2 separate regions of the Mus musculus genome follow, and region 2 is linked to region 1. The links are chromatin contacts, called in public Micro-C maps. All regions are on one chromosome and are shown on one strand. Each heading gives the region's core, a stretch centred on a gene start, on an enhancer-like site or on the middle of the called end of the contact. The rest is flanking DNA. Distances are from core to core; before and after follow the strand shown. Region 1 has its middle 8.3 kb from the start of Nags. Region 2 overlaps Hdac5 (histone deacetylase 5).

Region 1 (5,164 bases), core at 2,394-4,893:
ACCAGCTGCAGATTTCTGCCACAATGAACACCCTTGGGGAAATGAGGGGTGGGGGCATGGGGGCGGGGCGTGGGAGGGATGCAGGCTGAGACCAGATCGGAGAAGGCTTGGCCCAGCCCCAAGTTGTGTATCCAAGTCTCTATCCACCCTGGGGGATTGAGCAGGTCACTCTCAAGGACAGCTGCTCCTGCCTCAAACTGACTGAAACTCTTTTCCTCTCCCTAGGTGACTCAGATATAGGCCGGATTAGACCAGATTGAAAGTAGATAAAGGCCGTTTTATTAGGAGGTGCCTCTGGGGTGGGTTTACTGATCTCACGGGTGGAAGTAGGCAAGGTCACCCATCCAGGGTAAAGCAGGAGGGTTTTACAGAGCTTGTGCCAGCTAGGAGCTCGGATTGTGTCCATACATTGTCAAAAACTGAGCCCCTGGGCGGGCACTCTTGGGTGGGTTGCTGGAAATGGGGAGATGAGGATGAGGGAGATGGGGCATGAGCAGTGATGACGTGTTAGCCGGGAGTTTTCCCTGAGAGGTGCGGGAGTTTCTTCTGTGGAGGAGGATTGAGAGGAAGGCAGTCCCCCTTCCCCAAGCTTGTGAGGAGTTGAGGAGTAAGCAGGAGTTCCAGCCTAACACTGGCCAGACTTAGGTTCATGAGAAATCAACACAGACCACCCCCTCCCCACTGACTGCACTCAGCAGTCCCCATCAACATAGGCCACCTGTGTGCCCATCCCTGCTCCAGGACCTGTCACAAGACACTGTGTGCCCCCAGAGCCCACACAAGCAAACAACGCAATTTGATTTTTGTTGTTATGTTTTCGGTTTTTTATTCTTCAATTTATTTTGCAACTGGATCTCACTAAGTAGCCCAGCTAGCCTTCAATGTCTGATTCCCCTGCCTCAGCCTCCTGAATCCTGGAATTCGTACTGAGTAGCACCACCTGTAGTTGGAATTTTATTCTTCTGTGGATGAGTGTTTTTGCCTGCACGTGTGTCTGTGTGCCACGTGCCTGTCTGGTCTCTGACGAGATCAGAAAAAGCATCAGATCCCCTGGAATTGGAGTTGCAGATGTTTGTGAGACACCTGGTGGGTGCAGGGGAACCAAACTCAGGTCCTCTGCAAGAGCAGTGAGCGGTAAATACTCTTAACTTCTGAGCCATCTCCCCATCCCCATCCCCCGCCCCTCTACCTCCACTCTCCCTTTTACACTGCTGCCCCTGCCCCACTGCACCCCAACCCTTACACACAGATGCCTGTAGTTTAAATGGAGAGAGTGGATCTGAGAGAGAGTAACAGCTGGAGCTGTGGGGCATGGAAAAGGGGAAATGATTCATCTTCCTCTATCCCATGCTACTAAGGTCTTACAGCCGTGTGGTGTGTGTGTGTGTGTGAGAGAGAGACAGAGAGACAGAGACAGAGACAGAGAGACAGAGAGAGAGGGAGACAGAGAGACAGAGAGAGAGGGAGGGAGAGAGACAGAGAGACACAAAGAGAGAGAGAGGGAGGGAGAGAGACAGAGAGAGAGAGAGACAGAGAGACAGAGAAGGACAGAGAGAGATAGAGACAGAGAGAGAAAGAGAGAGACAAAGTCAGAGAGAGACAGAGAAAGAGAGAGACAAAGTCAGAGAGAGAGAGACAGAGACAGAGAGAGACAGAGAGAGAGACAGAGACGGAGAGAGCTTACAGCTTGTAGGAGTCAGTTTACCTTCCACTAGGCAGGCCCTGGAGGTCACTCTCAGGCTGCCAGGCTCAGCAACAGTCTTTACCCACTGAGCCATGTCACTAGCTCCAAGTAGTCAACTTTGAATCCTTCATGCTTCAAAGCCAATGCATTATTATTGGATCATCCATGCAATGACCTGCCCATCACCTAAAACAGTCCCAGGAAAGAGACAGGGTAAGGAGTGGGTACCCTACACCCCGCTCCTACATCAGTCAGGAGAGATGGGGCAGGATGATGACGAGCAGGCACTGTCCAAAACGGCCAGCCCTACTAATTCAGGTAGATTAAACGCCAGCTTGGTACCCAGCATGCCTGGAGACCCAGGTAGATTAGAGTCAGATGTGGGGCAGGACGGCTCAGCTGGTAAACACACAAGATGCCATGCCTGAGGACCTGAGTTTGATCCGCAAGATCCACTTGGAGGAAAGAGAGAGCTGACAAGCAAAGTTGTCTTCTGACTGCACAAGTTCTGTGGCATGCACGTGTGTGTGTGTGTGTGTGTGTGTGTGTGTGTGTGTGTGTGTGTGTGTGTAGAGGAAATTAATAGATGTAACAAAGTCTACTTTAACAGTTAAATGGAAAAATAAGTCAAACCATGGAAAAATAATAAGAAAAAAAATCCAGCTGTTTTGGGAAGAGATCTTGACAAGAGTCACAGGAGAAACCACAGAGAGAGGCTGAGGGCCTGGTGCACTAGAGGAAGAGCTGGAATTTGCTGCTGTCAGCCAGGCACGCCGAGCCTCTACTGATTCAGTTGTTCATGACCCTGAAAAAAAAAAGATGAAGATAATATCTGTTCATTTGTAGACAGAATCTCATGTAGTCCAGGCTAGCTCAAATTCAATACATAGTAAAGGGTGACCTTGAACTCCTGACCCTTCAGGTTTTACCGCCAAAAGCTCAGATTACATGGTTAGACCATAAAGCCCACCTAGTAAGACTCTTTTTCCTCTCATCCTTTGTTTTCAAGTTGTTTTTTAATTTGTTTATTTTTTTTCCTTCTTTCTTTTTTTCTTTTTGATTTTTTGTTTGTTTGTTTGTTTTGTTTTCCAGACAGGGTTTCTCTGTGTAGCCCTGGCTGTCCTAGAACTCATTCTGTAGACCAGGCTGGCCTGGAACTCACAGAGATCTGCATGACTCTGCTGTGGGATTAAAGGTGTGTAACACCATGCCTGGCCCTTATTTTTACTTTTTTTTTTTAAGGATTTATTTATTATTATAAATAAGTACACTGTAGCTGTTTTCAGATGCACCAGAAGAGGGCGTCAGATCTCATTATGGGTGGTTGTGAACCACCCTGTGGTTGCTGGGATTTGAACTCAGGTCCTTTGGAAGAGCAGTCAGTGCTCTTACCCATTGAGCCATCTCACCATCCCCTTTATTTTTACTTTTAATTACATTATCTATTTGTGTGCATCAGTGTATGCGCACGTCACAGAGTCCCTGTGGAGGTCAGAGAACATTTTGAGGAAGTCGGCTCTTTGCTTCCACTGTGCGTATTCTGGTCAGCCATTTGGCAGCAAGGGCTTCTACCCACTGAGCCATCTCACTGGCTTGAGATGATGTGGGGATTTTTGTTGCTCGTTGCTTGCTTGGTTTTAAAGTGCAGAAGAAGAAACTGAAGAGCGTTGCCAGGATGTGGCCAGCCCAAGCTACAGAGCAAGACCCTGTTTCAATTTTTAAGAAATTTCATGAAATAAAAAGAAGAACGTCGAAGGAAACAGATCAAATGCAATACATTTGTAGACTGTAAGTTTTGTTTAACCAAGTTTCAAGTTTTCCAGGAATTTTCCTAAATTACTTTTATAACAAAAATGTATTTTATTTTTAAAAAGTAAGTAACCCTATTGTAACCACCCCAGCGGCCCACCTTGGGTTTCTACACCATCTGCTCTCAAGCGCCAACTTCCCAAACTCCTGCAGTGGTTCTCCAAGTTGCTTTCAGGGCGCCCCATCCCCTGGCCACCACACCATACCCCACCGCAGCCCACTCCACACAAGTCATCACTCAGGTCCCCTTCTGGGCTAAGATCTGACATGGTGCCCAGAAAAATAATAAGGAGGGCTCCATCTTCTAGGCTCTGACTCCTAATACAGGCGGGGTGGCAAGCTCGAGCACTAGTGGCCCGGGGTCCCGCCAGCCCCCCTTGAGGGTTCCCTCCGCGGATTCAGCACTGCGCTCCTGAACGAGAAAGCGCCACGTCCTCGGACGGAGCTGCGAGTCGGCGTCCCCCTCTGGTGGCCACTACTTGTAACTACATGTAATACATTTAGTGCGTTCTCAAGTAGCAGACACTGAATATTCATTTTAAGGACATGGTCATAAACCCTGACACTCCGCAGGCCTTCCCTTCACACGTTCATTTCCCACAGAAACTTCCGAAACACCCACTAATTGACCATCTGTAACATTGTAACACAGAGACATACATGAATTTACCCACAGGAGCTAACTGTGTTGAACAAGAGACATTGTCTCAAAAATAAGGTAGAAGGTGAGAACCAATATCCAAGGTTATCCTGACCCCACACAAATGCCACAGCACTAATGTGCCCAAACTCGTACATATAACACACACAGCCAAACACACCCCACATTTCAGCCATGACTTATAGCTTCTTTAGGAGTTCCAAGCCTACGGTTGTTCGAGGCCCTTCCCCTATCCTGGCTCTCTGGCTTCCCCGGCCCTCTGGAAGTCACTAGTGGGTGAATTCAAGGGCTCTTCTCAGTCACTGGGGTATTCACACTGTGGACTGTTCCTGCTTGAGATGTTCCAACCATGAATTCTGAGTGATCCTGGGGTAACTCTGGCATACTTCCAACTCCTGGTCTACCACGGGCTCATGTTTCTACAGTCCCTCGTGGCAGCTGATACCCACTCTAGGGACACATTAAATGTGTATCCTCTGTTACATGAAGTGAGCTTCAACTGTCAAACCCCAGGGACCTTTCCAGATAGATCCGCTCTCTTAAATGGCAGGCCTCATTTCCGACCACCTTCTAGAAAACACCTCACCAACATGTGTCTGAATCCAGCCTCCTAGGGACTCTTTAATGATAATGCCTGCTTCAAGGAATCAGTGGGAAGACTGGTATTGCACAGGACTGAATTGATACTGTGCTTGCCCAGCAAACCTGAAATACTGTGGCCCTCGTCCCTAGTACCCCATGCTGAAGCTAGGTGCAATACACTTTACAACCTTTTTTATTTTTTATTTTTTGGTAGGGCGTGTTCAAGACAGGGTTTCGGGGGGAAGGGGGTGCTGGAGAGATGGCTCAGCGGTTAAGACCACTGGCTGCTCTTCCAGAGGTCCTGAGTTCGATTCCCAGAAACCACATGGTGGCTCACAACCACCTGTAATGTGATCTAATGCCCACTTCTGGTGTGTCTGAAGACAGAGTTCTCATATAAATAAAATAAGTCTTTAATTAAACAGGGT
Region 2 (4,419 bases), core at 1,580-4,079, 81 kb after region 1:
AAAAAGGCAGCCAAGCTCCAGGCCTATATCTGTCCCCAGCCGCGTCACAGACACGGCATCAGAACTGTTCAGGGGAACATTCTTAGCCCTCTCCCTGAGCTGCTAGGGTGACTCACACCTCCCTCCTGCCAGCAGGGACTGCGCCACACTCAGAAGGCCAGGTTGGAAGGGGGGGGGGGGGGGAGTTGGAGATCTAGAGAGAAGGATTGGCTGGGGTATATCCAGGGATAGAAGAACACGGTCCCAAACTTTCAGGGTTTCTAGGGTCTGAACCAAAGAAGAGTAAACAAGAGGGAACTTGGGGCCAACTGGCAGCTCAGTGCAGAGTGGGTGACCAGCTAGAAGCCACCCTAGGCGATGCTCCTCAGACATTCCTTAACCTCCCAGGAGACCACGTGAATATGCAGAAGCCACTGAGGGTTGAGGACAGGGGCTATAGCTCCATTAGTCCTGAGCAAGCAGCAGCCTTTTGGGCTCCATCCCAGGGATTTGGTAAGCACACTGCAGGGCTGGTCTCCACGACTATGCCCTATCCTAGGATATTGAACGGACATCCCTATCCACGTCCGAGCTGACAGCAAATCACGTTCCAAGGATTTTCCAAACCTTCCCAAAACATTCTTCTGACTCGGCGCAATCCTACTCAAGTCTTAGCCCTGGACAGCAGAGAGCCAAATCACAGGTACCCACCAGAGAGAGATACAGCTTCCACCTTCTAATTGAAACCTTCAGATCCACACCCATGTATCCAGAGTCAAGAACTCTAGCGCGCGCGCACACACACACACACACACACACACACACACACACACACACACACATATTCTCTCTCTCGAAAGTACCAAGCCAGCCACTGCCAGGAGGGACCAAGCAGGCATGGGTCCAGCAGGCCCCTCCCTGGAGGAAGCATCTTGTGGTGCCAGCCTGGTGGCAACAGGTTCCTGGGAGTGACAGAAGGAGTGGCCAGCTCTGGGGGGACCCCACCCCCTACCAAGGATCAATAAAAAGCTCCCCCAGGGAAGGTGGGCAGGTCTAGGAATCCTCGAGCTGAGGTTAGGGGGGGAGGTCTTTAAGCCCACCTGTGGTCAAAATAACACATCCCTTATCCTCAGAAAGTGGGAAGAAACCACAGCCCAGGGAAGGAAGAGCTAGGAGGTAACTAGGAACTAAGCCAAAATCCTTAAACACCCCAGCTGCTAGTCTCTGCTCAACCCTATCCCAACAAGGCTCTTCCTAAGAGTCCATTCTCAGAAGCCTCCTGACCAAAAACTTGCCAAAGTCACTACCAGGTCAAAGCAAGCCACAGAGGCTCGGATTCTGACTCCTGCAGGTACTCCAGGCACAACTTCTTCCTCTGCTCAATTGTGGGGAGAGCAGGCAGCCTGAGACAGGTCACTGACCCACTTCCTCCCCCTCTGACCATGGTCCAACTAGGCCAGAATCCTCTAGGAAGCCCTAGCCCCTAGCAGCTGAGGCTGACCCTGCTGAAGGCAGAGGCACTGGAGGGATGAGGCGGAGGGTGGCTAGGAGGCACCGTGAAAGGACAGCCCTGGGCAAGGAAGGAAGGGAGGCTGCCTTAGAAGCACAGCTCTTCCAGTCCACGGATGTTCAACAAAACCCTCAAAGGCTGAAGCAGGACCCCGATGGAGGAAGACTCACAGTGAGGTGCTCAAACCAGGCGCCAGGATGCCCAAGAGCTGAGGGCAGGTGGGGACACGCAGCCACTTACCTGCCACAGGGATGCTGTGCAGAGGAGTCCGTGGCAGGATTTCCAAGGATGGTTCCCGGCCTGACATGCCATCTGCTGAGAAACAGGACTCGGTCTCATAGATGGTCTGCAGCATCTCCACAAGCCCCTGTGCCTTGGGCACCAGCAGCATGCCAGGGAGGGGCCGCCCGAGGCGGAAGCCGGTGAGGGAAAAGGTGGTCAGCGGGGCCAGCTGGCTGCTCAAGGACTCCCTCAGGCCACTGCCGCTGGGACCCACGAGGCAAGGAGGCACCTCATCCGGCCTGGGCGCGCTCCGGAGGCAGCAGACGCAGGGAGGCTAATGAGGCTGAAGGGCCTGCTCTCCGCTCCAGGAGCGTGGACCAAAGTCTGTCCAAAGGTTCCAGGAGTTGGGCTATGGCTGGGTGCTCAGGGGACAGGAAGGGGAGCTCAGTGGGCAGGCAGGCTCTCTCTGTGTTCCCTCCCAGAGCCACCGGTGACAGCTCTGGGCTTGGCTCCCTGCTCCTCCTCCCCGAATGAGCCGCCGGCAGCTGGCAGGAGACTGAAATAGCAGTTGGGGGAGGGCCCTGTCTATAAATAGGTGGAGCATGCTCAGGGAGCCGCCGGCTGGCTGCCAGGAGCCCAGGCCTGGCGGAGGCCCCATGGGGGGAGGCGCGTTCCACCCCAGGAGGAAGCGCCAGTCAAGGGGGAGGGGGGCAAGGGAGGCCTGCACTCAGGGCCAAGGCCACAGACCTGGGTGGCCAGTGGCTGGACTAGAGAAGGGTGCAGGCAGAGGACCCATGCATCTGGGGTCAGCTTTGGCCACTGCTGGGGGCAAACAACGGACTGGACACCAAGCAGCCAGCCTGGATCTTCTCTCTTCCCCCTTTCTGTGCAGAGCGAGGACAGGAATCAGAAAGACTAGGGAGAGGTGACAGACACCCAACCACCTGGTCTAACCTCGCACCTCCTCCTTACAGCCTGTGGAGTTTGTGTAACTTCTGCCTTCCCACAGAGCTGGGAGATGCCTTTTACTATCAGGGAGACCCTAAATAGCAGTGGGGTGGCAGCTCTCCCACCCATTCTGCAGTGCTCCCTCTGGCACTCGGCCTCTTCCCAGGGACCAGAGAGATTTTTCTGGGTTGGCTCTGCCCAGCCCAGGCAGGGGACTGGACAGCACCTGCCCATTCTCGGCTCAATCAATGCTTTCCTGGCAGCGTCCCCAGCTGAGGGCACCACAAGCCGCAAACATTGCCTTCGTGCTAACAACGACCACCAGCAAGAGGCCAAGATGGGGAAACCGAGGTACAGTACAGCGAGACGGAAGTCACTCTCCTCACAGAGCTGCTCACGTGATAGGGACCAGAGGTCTGAAGCACTGACCACCATAACTCATGGGCAGACTATGCACATCTGCCCCAGGTACAGGACCTCCAGCGCCCAAACAGGAAGACTTGGGGTTGGAGGCCCTCCAGCAGCTGTTAGCACCCTGGCCTGGCAGAGTAGCCTCAGCTCTCCACCTTCCTGGGCCATGGGGGTCACTGTACCATCAAAACTGGTGCCACTGCCAGTGTCACCTACTGTTGACCCCCCTTCTTCCCGAGTTGTGCCTCCCACTGATAGAGAGATCCCACTTGGCCCCCTGACCTCACTGCAGCCTTTTAATAGACCGGTTATTCCTGGGTCTGTAGGCTCCTCCCCCTTTCGTGACGTCACAGTTACTATTTTGGACCCCTCCTGGCCCCTCCTTGCCCCCCACTCCAGGCACAGAGCCAGGGACACCTGTCCTCTCTCTGGACTGGATGACCTCACCCTCCTGTCAGGAGCCTGGGAGAAGCAGTCCAACCAAGGACATGGTGGCTGTGACTCCAGAAACTCATCTTCCAAGTTTCTGCCAGGACTCCACCGGGGCCTCCTCCCTCAGGTTGGAAAACACACACAAGGGTGGTGGTGGTAGAGGCAAGCTTTCCCAAGCATGGTGAGATGCAGCCGATGCTGGGGTTCGGGGATTTGTTCCCCAGTGGTAGACCAGGAACTAAAGTGGGAGGAGGCTAAAGCTACAGCCAAGACAGATTCTAGATGGAAAGGCAGAAGACCTGTGCAATCTAGGAGCTTGGTACTGGAAACCATTGCCTGTCTACCGTCCCTCCTCCAGCTGCATCCAGATCAACTAGGTCTCTCAAGAAGAGAAGGGAAGACCAGAGGCTCTACCAGTGACAGTCCCAGCCAGACACAAGGGAGCCCAGAAGGCCGTGGGCAGCGGCCCCTCCCAGACGAGGCTCCACCCACCCACGCTGGGAACAACCAGAAGGGCTGGCTAGCCCTGTCCTGGCACACTCTTACCTGCCCCAGGCCCAGAAGAGAGTCAAGGAAGACCTGCTCAGGGGAGAAGAGCAGCTAGGACAAATTGAAAGCAAAGCGCCTGAGACCCTAGATTAGCCTGATGTCAAAAGAGGTCTCCCTTTTTTGTTGTTGTTGTTTTGAGACAGAGTCCTATTCTGTAGCCAAGGCTAGCCTTGAACACACAACTATTCTCCTGACTCAGCCTTTCCGCTGCTGAGACTACAGGTTTAAGCTATTAAACTTGGTAAAGAGGATTCCTCACAATTCTTTTGAGGACACAGGCACTCAAAGGCCAGGGCTCAGTGAGAACAACTGGCGCTATCATGACTTCTACTCTTTCCCAAGACAAGTCTCCATCTTCAACGCAATTC

Evidence for each region. Hi-C and Micro-C count contacts between places; a contact is called where the count stands out from the background.
Region 2: a contact with region 1 is called in a Micro-C map of the G1E-ER4 cell line, with 2.2 times the contacts expected there. The contact joins two enhancer-like sites. A contact is called at or near these places in 14 of 39 promoter capture datasets (the C10 cell line, the HPC-7 cell line, cranial neural crest and 8 more), 3 of 15 datasets of contacts at CTCF or cohesin (the G1E-ER4 cell line, large pre-B cells and pro-B cells), 12 of 484 Hi-C or Micro-C datasets (CD8 T cells, the G1E-ER4 cell line, the HL-1 cell line and 6 more), 8 of 115 datasets of contacts at active chromatin or transcription factors (embryonic stem cells, extraembryonic endoderm stem cells, fetal liver and 3 more) and 3 of 9 other capture datasets (adipose tissue, liver and pancreatic islet).

The regions. Positions count from the first base shown.
Region 1 is chr11:102,134,643-102,139,806 of GRCm38.p6, forward strand. No RefSeq gene overlaps it. Among named protein-coding and RNA genes, the nearest start is that of Nags, 8.3 kb to the right of the region's middle. Within about 2 kb of position 3,644, at least 25 of the 459 cell types and tissues checked have an H3K27ac peak or open chromatin away from gene starts, as enhancers often do. A contact at or near this core is called in the G1E-ER4 cell line and pancreatic islet, where this site is marked.
Region 2 is chr11:102,216,687-102,221,105 of GRCm38.p6, forward strand. Hdac5 (histone deacetylase 5) reads right to left here. Exons shown (of 27, transcript NM_010412.3): 3 at 1,730-1,801. Among named protein-coding and RNA genes, the nearest start is that of Mir8101, 11 kb to the right of the region's middle. Within about 2 kb of position 2,830, at least 213 of the 459 cell types and tissues checked have an H3K27ac peak or open chromatin away from gene starts, as enhancers often do. A contact at or near this core is called in the G1E-ER4 cell line and pancreatic islet, where this site is marked.